Linked DNA regions of Sus scrofa: region 1 is linked to region 2. The links are chromatin contacts, called in public promoter capture Hi-C maps. All regions are on one chromosome and are shown on one strand. Each heading gives the region's core, a stretch centred on a gene start, on an enhancer-like site or on the middle of the called end of the contact. The rest is flanking DNA. Distances are from core to core; before and after follow the strand shown.

What was found. Promoter capture Hi-C pulls out the DNA fragments that hold promoters and counts their contacts.
Region 1: a promoter capture Hi-C map of liver shows a contact between it and region 2, with 5 times the contacts expected there. The contact joins the promoter of PAXIP1 here to the promoter of RBM33 in region 2. A contact is called at or near these places in 1 of 5 promoter capture datasets (liver), 2 of 47 Hi-C or Micro-C datasets (heart right ventricle and liver) and 1 of 2 datasets of contacts at active chromatin or transcription factors (alveolar macrophages).

Annotation. Positions count from the first base shown.
Region 1 is chr18:3,065,034-3,072,315 of Sscrofa11.1, forward strand. It overlaps PAXIP1 (PAX-interacting protein 1), which reads left to right and starts at 1,820. Exons shown (of 21, transcript XM_021078627.1): 1 at 1,820-2,019; 2 at 4,369-4,503. The coding sequence starts at 1,939.
Region 2 is chr18:2,674,121-2,680,417 of Sscrofa11.1, forward strand. RBM33 (RNA-binding protein 33) reads right to left here and starts at 2,084. Exons shown (of 20, transcript XM_021079037.1): 1 at 1,939-2,084. The coding sequence starts at 1,981.

The DNA of each region.
Region 1 (7,282 bases), core at 570-3,069, 390 kb after region 2:
TACACCACAGCTCGCGCAACGCCAGATCCCCACACACTCAGCAAGGCCAGGGATGACTGCATCCTCATGGATACTAGTCAGGTTCGTTTCCACTGCGCCATAACCAGAACTCCCCCGTTTTTTTTCTTTTCTTAACATGGAAGGTAAAATGTTACAGTGGTCAATACTAAATATATGCTTGGGGTATTCAAAGGAAGGACAGCACATTCTTACTCATTCAGGCAAGTTCTCATATTTTGTTTGTTAAAAAGGATGTTGGCTTTTAGAATAACACCGTTTCAGACTGTTCAAAACGCAAATGAAAAAGACGAAACCAGAAAACAATACAATGATAAAACCTAAGAATATTTAAAAGGCTTATCGTATCCTTACTTGCTACTCATACAAAATCATTTATTACACACAAGTGTACAATCAAAACCCTATTCACCGTTTTTAAAAAGTCAGTGTACATTGTACCGATCAATGAGCCGACCACGTCAACTTTCACGTTCAGAACGTCTCCCTTATCGCAGACTTAAAGTGATACAACAAAGGCCTCTGAGATGAGTTAGGGTTGTATTAAGGTGCCACAGTACCTTGGAAAGGTTTCTCTCCTAACCAATTACACTACCGTTTATTTAAAAGGGCTTGGAGTTCCCGTCGTGGCGCAGTGGTTAACGAATCCGACTAGGAACCATGAGGTTGCGGGTTCGGTCCCTGCCCTTGCTCAGTGAGTTAACGATCCGGCGTTGCCGTGACCTGTGGTGTAGGTTGCAGACGCGGCTCGGATCCTGCGTTGCTGGTGGCTACAGCTCCAATTCGACCCCTAGCCTGGGAACCTCCATATGCCGTGGAAGCGGCCCAAGAAATAGCAAAAAGACAAAAAATAAAATAAAAAATAAATAAATAAAAGGGCTTTACCGCTTGGAAGGTAGCGGCAGCAGTGGGTAATGGTTTGAACCACTTGGGGGAGGAAACTGTGGGGCTGATTCACGTGCATTTTCACGCTCAGGCGCCTCAGGGCCTCTGGGCCTCGGTGGATCCGGGGAGCCTGGCGTCCCGCAGCCGCAGCGCCGCCCCATCCCGTGCCCGCGCAGGTGCGCCCGGAGCGCTGCTGGGAGAGCAGGTGCGCCCGGAGCGCCGGTCTCCAGGCGCCACCGGATGACGTCAGAGCGCGCGAAGACGTCATGACCGTCTGTCGTCAGCAGAGCCGGAGGGAGGGGCGCGGGGCTCGTTTTTTTGACGGTCCGGGTCCCGGGAGGAGCAGGTTCGGGCGACGGCGAGAAGCCACTGGCCGCGAGCGCGCGCCCGGGGAGCTGGTTACGCGGCCTAGCGCCCTCATCCTCCAGCCAAGACTCAGGACCCTTTCCTGGGCCTTAGGCGTTACCTCGGGTCCTGCCAGGCAGCAGCCGGCGACGCTCCGTCTCTGTGCGCCCCAGACCCCGAAGCCGGACCCGTTCCCTCCGTGGTTGCCGTCGCCGGCCCGCCCCTCCGCGGTGCGCATGCGCCGCCCTTGCGGCCGCGCGTGTCGACGGGAGGGCCGCCCGTACCCTTCTTTCCCGGGACCGGCCCACTCCAGCCTTGACGGGGGGGCGCGTTTCCCCGCGAGCACGGGGCTTCCTGCTGTGGGGACGGCGGCGGCCACGGCCCCCTGGCTCTGGAGTGGGCCGTTCGGTACCCGTGTCCCCGGTGCCGCGGGCCGCAAGACGGACACCGGGTGGGGCGGGCCGAGCGCCTAACTTGGGCGCTCCCCCTCGGCGTCGGGCGGGATGGTGCGGCCCGCAGGGCGCGCGCGGCTCCCGCGCTCGGGCGGCCCGGCGCGGGCGGGGGCGCAGAGGGCGGGGGAGCGGGCCCGACTTGCAGGACCGGGCCGGGGCCGCGCCGTTGGGGAGCGGGCCCCGCGGGGCTGGCCGGGCGGGGCAGGAGCCGCCGCGGAGCCTTCGGGCCGCCGCGACCATGTCGGACCAGGCGCCCAAAGTTCCCGAGGAGATGTTCCGGGAGGTCAAGTACTACGCGGTGGGCGACATCGACCCGCAGGTACCACACCGCCCCCGCACCGTCCTCCGCGTCCCCGGCTCTGCTCCCGCCCCGGGCGCGCGCCTGCACGTTGAACGTCCGGGACCTCTTGCCCCAAGCCCGCCGGCCTGGCTGCGCGGAGGCCGGGCCGCCTGGCGCCCAGCAGGCCGGCGGTGGGGGCCGGAGGGAAGGGGGTCTGCGGGACCCGCGGGCGGGGAAAGGAGAGGTCCTGGGAGTGGAAACTTGAAGAGGAGGGTGTGCCCAGATGGGGGGGGGAAGGGCACGTGGGTGGGGGTCTGCGCTAAGAGTCGGTTGTCACGGTCCCCGCGTGGTGGGGGACCGGGGTGCTGTCGCGGAGCTGCCTTGTCCGCTTCCCACTCTGCCCCTTTGTGGGGAGGAATCCAGACAGGGACACCCTACCTGCTGCCAGCTCCAGCTGCCTGGGCCCCGCCAACAGTGGGTCCCGCGGGGACGGGTTGGCTACGGGAACTTTGGCAGGAGGTGCTGAGTAGGGGCCTGGGTTCCTGGCTGCGGAGGGGCAGTTAGTTGCCCCTGGTGTGGCAGCCACCTGAGGTCGTACGTCTGCAACTAGTGTGTGGCCTTGAAGTTTACTACCAGCGACTTCGTGTTTCTTGGTTTTCCTAAATATACAGTAAGTGTGGGTAATGCGCTGTTAATACGGTCACACGAAACATTTTCTTGTGTGACCTCACGCCAAAGGATATTGTCGCCTTTCCTAAGTTTTTTGTAAGTCATACATCTGTTGGAACGTCAGCATGTTAATTTTCCATGGTGGGAACCTACCTTTATTGAATATTCAGCTGAATCTCAGGCTACTCGCTTTCCTAAAGCTCATGTGTAGGAAAAGACGGCTGTACTGTCTTGATGTCTCCTCAGGAGTGGAGACAGATACTTAACAGACTTGGGTGGCATGGAAGGAATTGTGAAAGGCCGATTGGTTTGGGCCTTCTGGAGGTGTCTGTGGTGGTATTTTAGGAACCAGATGCCCTTGGATGACTCCCAGGGTGCACCCTTTCTTCTACGGTAAGCGTCAAGAGGCTTGGGATTTAATAGTGAACAGGTGCTGAGCTCAGAGTGACGGCTTCTTCCTTCTGACTACGGATTTCCCTTTCTTCACTCTCCACTCTTCTCCTCCCTGCTTCCTACCTCATTTTAGGACTTTGGCTGTTGAGAGGGACCTGAACCAAATGTTACTTAAAACCTGGACCAAGCTGAACAGGAGTCATGTTCACTCAACTGTTAATCAAGTCTAAGGGCTTTTAAAGTGTCCTTGGCAAACCACTTTGATCCAAAACAAAGTATTTTCTAAAAAAAAAAAAAAAACTTTACAGCCAGAGTATTTGATTCTCTGAATCCTCGAAACGTGGATGCAGAGCATTCACGTGTGTTGGTTTCACTCCCCACCCTGTGCTCGGTGCTTGAGGGCTCATTCGCTCTCTGGGCCTTGGCCCCGTCTCAGATGGGGCCCAGGTCTCATCCTCAGACGTGCTGGGTGTCTTTCTAGGTCTCACAGTGGCACCGAAGAGGGACGTGCCCTAAACAAACACACAGTCCTCATCCCCGCAGTGTTTCTCCGACACAGGCCCCTTGGAGGCACCTAGTCTTGCTGGTGCTCTCACATCGCTTCTTGCCCCTAATGACCTGCTTTTCCCTTAGTTACCTGCCTCTTTCGCCTGAATGTTCATAGCTGTTTCTTAACAGGCGTCCTGGCTCCAGACCTGCAGCCAACCCCATGTGTTCTTCTTACACTGTCAGGGATCTTCCTGTAAGATCTGATCAGGCCGCTTCCCTGCTTCACACCTTTCTGTGCCTCCAGAAGACAGCTCTGTATTTTGGGGTAAAACCCAGCGGGTTTTGCGTAGCGCCTGTGACACTGCCATCGAGGGTCTCATCATCGTCTTCACCTGCCCATTGTGTTGAATGCTCCTCATGCCACACCGCGTGCGTATTTTTGCCTGGTGATGCCTCTGAATTCACAAGGACACCACGCCTGTAGCTCCTCTGCAGAAACTTTTCCACTTACTGGAAACCATGCATCCCCAAGCCTTGAGGGTAGACCTGGATGGGTTGTGTCCTAGCCGGGTCTCTGCTGTGTTCACCTCGTCCGTCCTCGGGGACTGGCTGGTACGTGGTTCGCCGTCGCTTCCACATGGACCAGTCAGCGCATCAAGATTTGCTGCTTTTTATTGTCCCCACGTGTTTCATTGCATGTGACTCAGTGAAAGAGTCTTAATCCCACGTGGAAAACGTGGTGTGTGTTTATTAGAAACTTTGTTGTTCATGGTAATTTGTATAAGTTGAGAATGAAATGGGGTGTTTTCCATTTTAATTCATGTGGTTTTTTCCAAGGTCATTCAGCTTTTGAAAGCCGGGAAAGCCAAGGAAGTGTCCTACAATGCGCTAGCCTCGCACATCATCTCGGAAGACGGGGACAATCCCGAAGTGGGGGAAGCGCGGGAAGTCTTCGATCTCCCTGTCGTAAAGGTTGGTAGTGAATTTAACTCTACTGTTTATCACACAGCGTGACGTTTCAGCGCAGCTCTTGCCAGAGTTTGCTTAGGTGCCGCCTGGATGGGAGGCCACCGGGTGAAGGCAGCTCTTCTGACGTCTCAGGGCCCGTCTCAGCCTCAGGCCCTTTACGACCAGTCACACCACAGCCAGGTTCCTGCACCTCACAGCTGACTCCGTTTTGTCGCTGTCCGAACCTCTCGAAGCGGGGGAGACGTCTCGTGGGGCGTGGACGCGTTGGCCTGAAGCAGAGGACGTTGGTGGATTTTCCTAAGAACATGTGTCTATTCTGCAGGCAGGCCGAGGCCTGTCGCAGGAGCGCCAGGAGCCGGCCCCCCACCTGCAGGCGGAGGAGTTGAGGGGCCCCTGCCTTGTGTGGGCCATGTCCCTGCTTTCCAAAAAGGGCCACAGCGACTGCTCGTCCCGCTGAGCCCTGCTGGCTCCCTGCACCACTGTCCAACCTGACCTGTGGGGAGTTTGTGCCTGAAAGTGGGGCCGCAGCTATTGGGCGAGTCGTTGGGATTTTGCTGATCTGCCCTCTGTGCTGCTTTGCTGCGGCTGGTAGTTGAACTGAGGGCGCTTAAATGTGGGGCTTTTGAAGGTAATTGTGTTATTTTGGTCCTTGAGGGCTTTTCCTCGTCCTCCACCACATCACGTGTTTGTTTTAAGTGGTGCCTGGTTTCCCCCTTCTTCGTGCTATCATGTGTGTTGCCTTAAAAACAATTCAGTGAGAAAGTTATTGAAGCTTCGTAAGGAGAGGTAGGAGTCAGGGAAGAGCGCTGTGAAGTCGGGCTGGGCAGTGGAGACGCCAGCTTGCTGCTGGCAAGTCCTGACCCTCCCCGGGACCAGGGGCCCAAACGGACTCGTGCAGGCTTAGGAACCTGACTTTTTGAAGATAAACCTGAAAACGGATCTGCCTCACAGGAGACTCGTGTAAACCAAACCCTCCCGAGACTGCTGGGCCTTCCAAATGACTGCTGTTTGCCGCGACGAGCGCAGCGGGCACGTGGGGCACGTGGCTGTCCGCAGGTTCCTGCCTTTCCACCTGCCGTGGCTTGGGCCCGTCTGGTCTGTGGTTCGCGTCTTCTGTTTGGCAGCCGTGGGGCCTGGGATGCCTCCTTTCCCTTCCTGCCGACTCTTCCTCTCAGACAGAGGCCTGGAGCTGCTTATCAGCCGGGCTTCACGTGTGTTGTGTGCCTTTCCCAGCGAACCTGAGAAGCGCAGCCAGGCCCTTGCTCCAAACTGCTTACAGCAGCGCCCTGAAATCTGGCGAAGCTCTCAAGCCTCTCTTCATAGCGACTCTTATGCGATACCCCCTTTATCACCCCGAGATGAGATTCTTGTGTAAGATGACGTCACATAATGTATGTATATGTTTATACTTAGATATAAGTCGTCCAAACTGAAACACTAAAGAAAAAAACAGGGCAGCAAACAACAGCAAAGGCTGCCCTTGGGCGTGTCCCCAGCCCTGAGGCCGGAGCCCTCGAGCACCGCTGGGTGGAGCTACGGCTGTTCTGTCTGCAGGCGCCGGTGTGAGGGACCTGCGGGACAGCGGCCAGTCCCTGCCAGGTCGCCAGCCCCTTCATTTTACACAGCAGGGGCATTTTACACTGCGACGCGGCTGCTGCATAGGAATCGCCGACACTCAGCTCTTCTTGCGGCCCGTTTGGCCTGTCTCGGTTCCTCTGTCCCCATCCTGCTCGTCTGCCTTCGGCTGCAGTGTTTTAAAACAACTCCCAGGCGTGCTGTTCCTTCCTCGCTTCCAGCCTGTGTTCACTTCGTGGCAGCCCCTGTCCTGTTCGGGGATGACAGCGTTGCATGACAGGATGATGGAATTTTCCAGAACTGATCCAGCAGCCTGTGCGCACTCCAAGATGGTGCTGCGTCGCAGCCTTTCCTGTGGGGGCAGCTCTTGGCAGCTGATCGAGGCAGAGGCCTGGTTCTCTTAAGTGCACTTTCCTTGGTCTTTACCTTAATTGAATTTGACAGATACCTTCTAAGCAAGGCATCCTTTTGCCTGGAGACATATCTGTCTTTCACATATTTGAAAAGATGCTTAAGACTTCTTTAGACACCAAGCCTTTTTAAAGTTTTCTATGTATTTATTTGTTTTTATAGCCACACCTGCAGCATATGGAAGTTCCTGGGCCAGGGGCTGAATCTAAGCCCCAGGTGTGACCTGTGCCACAGATGTGGCAACACCAGCTCCTTTAACCCACTGCACCTGGCCAGGGATTGAACCCACGCCTCCACAGCAACCCAGCAATCCAACTGCAGTCGGATTCTCAACACACTGTGCCACAATAGGAACTCCCAGAAATGATTTTTTTTTTTTTTTGATGGAAATATTTTCCTTAGTGGCCCTGGGGTGTCATTGGAAATGCTAATTTTGCTGACATGCAGTGGGTTTATATTTATATGTGGTCATTTGCCTTTGGGGTAAATAGCTCATTCTTCCTGGGCGTTTCTAGTCTCCCTTTCTGCTTTAGTGTTTTCCGTCTTAACTCACATTATCTTAGGAGACTGAACCTGGGTGAGGCCTCGGGTGGTGCTGCTCTGGTGGGTTGTGATGGCTCCCAGGCTTACCTTCCCCCAGCCCCTGGGGCACTTTGCCGGGGACTGCTGCGTGGAGCCCTGAGGGTGCCTGTGGAGAGTGTCAGCCCCCTTATCAGGTCCTTCCTAGAGCTGCCTGTGGTCACTCCTCTTCCCCTGGGCACAGGAAGCACCATGCCCTCACCATCCAGCTTGTAGG
Region 2 (6,297 bases), core at 834-3,333:
CACAGCTCATGTCAACAACGGATCCTTAACCCACTGAGTGAGGCCTGGGATCGAACCTGCATCCTCACGGATGTTAGTCAGATTCATTTCCGCTGCACCACAACAGGAACTCCATGCCAAGACCTAATCCTACGTGAACAAAGCCAACTAAGGAATACGTGATTCCACCTTAAACCGTAAAAGGCCACACAGCTGTAAATGTGCAACTTACGTTTGCCAACAGGGTGCAAAGGGATTCAGAGAGAAAAGTTTTCACTTTCATTCACTCCTCAAATATTTGTTGAACATGCCAGGAACTTGGAATACAAGGAAGGTAAAACATGCAGCATTCCTGTCCTCAAGGGGCTTACAGACTACTTAACATAGTCTTGTTAAGAAGAGACGTTTTAAAAAAGGAAATAACCAAATAAAATTACAAACTGCCATAAATGTTCTGAAGAAACTAGGGTGCCACCGAACCAAGGAGAGGGAGGCACGAAAGGAAGAGATAGACACACGTGGGACAGAAGATCGGCCTGGCAAGGAGCTTGAAGGAGACCAGAGGGAGGGCAGGCTGACCAACAGCCTGGGGAGGCGGGGGGCCGAGCCTGCAGAACTCACGCGCCTCGGTGCCTCGAGTCTGCCTTTAGACTAAGAGCGATGGGAAACCAGGCACTAGGGAAAAATCACAAAGGATCAAGCCTACCTAACCCCCTAAAATAGCAATTCCCAAACTTTCTGGACTCAGATTTACTGAGGCCGCCAAAAAGCTTCTGTTTCTGTGGACTGCATTCACTGACATTTGCTTCCTTCGAAAGTAAAAATGAGAAACATGAAAACATAAGAACACATTCCCTCACCCGTCTACACGACAAAGCGTTCACGTGTCACACAGCCTCGGGAAAACTCCTCGATGCTCAGAGGGGTGAAACATGCAAATAACCTTAGCATTAATGAAACCAGTCCTGACCCAGGAGTTTCCAGACTATACTGTGACAAGGATACAAAACCACGACTTTGACCGCCAGAAAGCAACCAACTAAGAAAAGAACACATCTTTTCAAACTTTAACTGGAAAGCTTCAGCTCTAACACGCAAAAGTCATCTGACCAAAAAATAAATAAATAAATAAAAAGTCTACACCAAATCGTACTGCCAGGAGCGACATTGCTGCGTTTGGTCTCATTTTGCCAAAGCAGCGTCTCAAAGTCCTAGGCAGGACTATGGCAACGTGCTCATAAGCAAGCATCACTAAAAAAAAAAAAAAAATACACAAAAGGATGGTTACACGTCTCAATAACGAAAACAACCTCAAATGCTGTCGCGGTTCATACTTTCATCATCTAAGGGGCTCCTTCATCAAAGTTTTCGAACAGTCATACAAGTCACTTTCAAGTGGGTTTTTTTTCCCATTATTAAAAAAAAAAAAAAAAAAAAAAGCCCTCCATCCACAAAATGGGGTTCCAACCAAAAAGTGATTTTACCTGAAATGTGTTTTCACTAAGTACCCTCTCGAACTCATCTACGCTTGGACAACGAAGGAAACACCCAAAGGCACTGCACCGGTATCTAAACCTCTTCGGTCCGGTTCCCACGTCTGCAAGGTGCTGATAACCCAGCACTAGTGGGCTCGTACCCCACGACTGAGGAGCTCCCAGAGCACGAGAGCAGCTCGCGGAGACCGCTCTCTCAGAACCCGTCCTCGGTCTGGCCCGGTTGCGGCACCGGCCTGGAAACCTCCCGGAACCGTCGGGACCACCCTCCCGGGGCCACAGCTGCCCCCCACCCAGGCCGGCGCCCCGCCTCCGGTGGGCCTGGCGCTTGGCGACGCCAGGGCGGCGGGCACGCCGAGGCCCGACCCCCGCCCGCCTCTCAGGGGACCAGACCCCCGACGGCCAGGAGCGGCCCCCGGAACCCCCACCGCCACAGCCGCCTCCCGCGCGGCGCCGCCTCCCTTACCTCCGGCGCCGGCTCCTCCGCCCGCTCCCAGGGCGGTCGCCATGGTGTGCACTGGGCCCGGCCTTCAGCCTCGCCCCACCAAGCCAGCCGGGGCCCGGGGACGCGCAGGGAGGACGGGGGGCGGCGGGCCGGGGCGGCGGGCCGGGCCGGGGGCGCGGGGGGCGGCGCGGCCGGCGGGTCGCGGGCCCCTCCGGCCTGCTCCTCCGCAGGAAGAAAACAACAAACTATCGCAACATGGCCGCCGGCTCGGCCCGCCGCCGAGGTGCACGCCGGGATGATGGCGGCCGGGAGGCACCGGCGCGGGGCCTCCCCTGCAGGCCGCGGCGGCTCCGAGCCGCCTCCGAGGGACGCAGGCCGAGGGCGGAAGGCAAACACACCAGCGGCCGCCTCGTTCCGCTCCAGAAACCCCAATGTTTGAAGGGGGCGGGGGCGGCGGCCCGCCGTAGTTCGGCCCCGGGCTCTGTCGTGAGTCGCTTTGCAGCAGTTGGCGCCGAGCTTTACGGCCGGCGGAGGTCCCGTTGGAAGAGTGAGGGAGGAGATCCCGCGCCCGGTAATGGGGCCGGAGCTTGCTTTCTGTGTCTGGACTGTGCGGCGCGCGGCGGGGGGCGGAGTAAACTGCGCTGCGGGCTGACAGCGGGGACGAGCACGCCGTGGGGGTGGTGCCGGGCATGCGCACTGGGGGGTCTGCGGCGGAGGCAGGTGCGCTGAGCGGGTGCGGCCGGAACGGCCGCCGTAGCGACATGTGCGCGAGAGGTAGCGTTTGAGCCGCAAGACTTGTCCACAGCGGGATGCTAACAAGTGACCTTAAGGGAAGGGTCCTGGGAGATAAGAGTTGTAGAAGGCTGAGGGATGCTTGGGATCAGGCATCCGAAGGCGACTTCTGACTTGTTGGCAGTTGGGGACGGGGAAGACCGGTGCGGATGTAATGAGGCCTTTAAGAACACGCAAGCTGCAAAGGTTGCTTCAGTAACAATGAATGTAGGGCTTATGGGGAAAGGAAAGGGTGGAAAGAGAAGGCTGAGCAAAGACCTTGGCTCGGAGGTGTCAAAGGACTTCTTAGGATTCCAGAATTGCAAGTGGCACAGGGGAGCGCTGCACTGTTAGTGGAAAAGAATAATTTCAGGTGGAAAAGCCTCTGAAACACCTTAACTGAAGGAAGTAAAAATTTTCAGGAATGGGGTAAATCTGAATTGTGTGCCACCGGAAAGGATGCAGTAAGAAGAAACAGCATCGCTTCTGTGATAAAATCCTGTCACAGATACCTCACTGAGTCTAATCTCGAAAAAGTAAGGACCAAAAAAATGGGGGACATACCACAAAACAGTTGGCCTTTAATCTTCGAGTGTCAAAATTATGAAAGCCAAACCAGAGGACGTGTTTCAGACTGAAGAAGAAAAGGCATGACCGGAGTTCCTGTCGTGGGACATCGAAAAGGAAACTGACTAGGAACCATGAGGTTTTGGGTTCGATCCCTGGCCGGATTAAGGATCTGGTGTTGCCATGAGCTGTGGTGTAGGTCGCAGATGCAGCTCGGATCTGGCGTTGCTGTGGCTCTGGCGTAGGCTAGCAGCTACAGCTCCAATTAGACCCCTAGCCTGGGAACCTCCCTATGCTGTGGGTGCAGCCCTAAAAAGACAAAAAAAAAAAAAAAAAAGACATGACCACTGAATCCAATACATGATTCTGAACTGGATCCTTTCACTGTAATGAATGTTATTGAAACAACTTGCAAAAATCCAGAGTCTGAAGATAAGATGGGAGTAATACAGCAAAATTAACTTCCTTATTTTGATGATTGTAAGTGGTATGTCTTTGTAGAGAGTGCAGACTAAACTGTTACCACTCTCATACCACTTTCCCATGCCAGGCCAATAAACGGAGAGACAAGTCGTTGTATTCACCAAGCCAGCAGACCAAGAAGATCACGTCACAAAGAACCGCCTTCTTTTATACTAAAAGAGGAACGGTTGTGGTTGCTTGTTGCAAACTTCTTGGTACCAGAATCCTTTGTTCTTGAAGCTGTCCCCTGGGTCTGGTCACAGTCTTCCTATAAATCTCCACCAAGACAAACGCTACTCTCTATTCTGCAGCTTTTTTTTCTGCTACATGGATGGAGAAGTGTTAGACCTTTAAAGATCAGATCCTTGAGAATGGGCTGTCCTGCATATTTCAAGTTATAGGCAACATTCTTTTAGTGATTAACGTACAGTAAACTCAATAGAGTACAAAGGTTAAAGTAAAAAAAAAAAAAAATCCAATGTGGAGTCAGATTGGTTCTTTCCTTTTACACAAGTACTTGGGGTGACAGGGCATAAGTCATGAACTTATTCTCAAGTGGTTCAGAATAAAAGTGTTTTATTTTACTGTCTGTTGAACTTGGTAAGTTTTTATTGCTTCAAAACAAAGGAGCAAAGAGAAAATTGTTTTAAAATGTCATTGTTGGAGTTCCTGCCATGGCACAGTGGGTTAAGGATCTGGTGTTGCTGCAGCTGTGGCACAACTGTAGGTTGAAGCTATGGCTTGGATTTGATCCCTGCCTCGGGAACTTCTATATATTGTGGTTGCAATCAAAAAGAAAGGAGGAAGGAAGGAATTTGGGAGAGTGGAACGAGAATATCAGATTCATGACAAATTGGAGTTCCAAAATGTAGAGAATATAGAGAATGGAAAAGAGACATTAAAAAGATGATTCCTTTTAAGAACAGATGAAAGATATAAACCCACAAATACAGGAGGCATAAAAACATCAAGCAGGAAAAATAAATCCACACCTAGGCACATGTGGGGAAACTGAACAGCATCCACAAAGGAGACCTCAAAACAACCAGGACGCAACTGCCACTTCTGGTCATGACAGAGGCACTGAGACAGACTTCCTTCACATGGTACCTTGAAAACTGAACCAATTGGGGGGGGGGGGATGATTTTCCAACATTGGGCCACAGGCAGCACAGACCTGTGGTCACGGAGCTGAGAAAAAGGAAACCAGTGAACTGGCCCATACAATCACCCAGGTTTCTGGCTGAAAACACTTGCTGGCCCATGAGAAACTCGAGTGAAACAGGAGGTTTGAGGAGACAGACCAAAATTTAGAGGGGCCAACATGAGGCATCTCGGGGTGCCGCAGTGGAGATGACGGAGCCGTATGAGAAGGATGCCTTGAGTGCTGCTGCAGCATGAAACCCCGTGAGCATGCACACAGTGCATGGACAACCAGAAAGCTGTACATGGAACAGTTCCCAGAGCTGAGGGCCCAGGAGACGTCAGGACCTCAGGGACCCCGTGTGGACAGTCCCGGCTGAACCCCCAGCCCCTTCGGGAGCAATCTAAGAGGAGCCAAGACATTAGTCCTAGGACAAACAGGCGCTCACATCTCCCAACAAAGCTTTAAAACAACCATTGAAGTGGTTATGCTAATCAGCAAGTGATTTAATGGCCTTTCAGAACAAACTTCGATATTCTATAAAGAAAAACATTTGACAAAAAAAAAAAAAAAAAAAAAAAAAAAACCCTCAGTACTCAATAATGTTCAATTCACAAATTCCAGCATTTAATTTAAAAACATTAGGAGCTGCCATTGTGGTGTAGCAGATAAATCTGACCCGTATCCATGAAGATGCAGGTTCGATCCCTGGCCTCGCTCAGTGGGTTAAGGATCAGTGTTGCCATGAGCTGGGGTGTGGGTCACAGACATGGCTCTGATCGTGTGTTGCTGTGGCTGTGGTGTAGGCTGCCAGCTGTAGCTCCGATTAGACCCCTAGCCTGGGAACTTCCACATGCCATGAGTGAGGCACTAAAAAAAAACGAAAGAAAAATTACTAGTGAAGGGAAGAACAGGAATATGACCAATACCGGGAGGAAAATTAATAGGTAGAAGCAGACATGCCAGAGATGACAAAATTAGCAGGTAGGGGATTTCAGACAGTTGTTATACACATGTTCAAGGATTTAGGGAAAAACAGGACCACAATGAGAAAGGAAATAGAAGATGTAAAGTGGAACTTTTAGAGTTGAAAAATGCAATATTTGGGAATTCCTGCTGTGGCACAGGAGGTTAAGGATCTATTGCCGCAGCTGTAGTGTAGGTCACAGCTGTGGCTGGAATTCGGTCCCTGGTCCAGGAACTTTCATGTGTCACAGGTGCAAGAAAAAAAAAAGTAAGAAAAAAAAAAAGCAATATTTGAGATAAAATATTCCAAAGATAGGACTTAAAGCAGATTAGAAATTTCCCGTTTCATCTCAGAGAGGCAGAGAGCTAAAAAGAGCCTCACTCCCAAGCTTACACCGAGAAAACGCTACAACCAACTGCCGTTTTCTTGAGCCCACCAGAGAACTTGGGTTTCAGAGCAACCAAGTGGA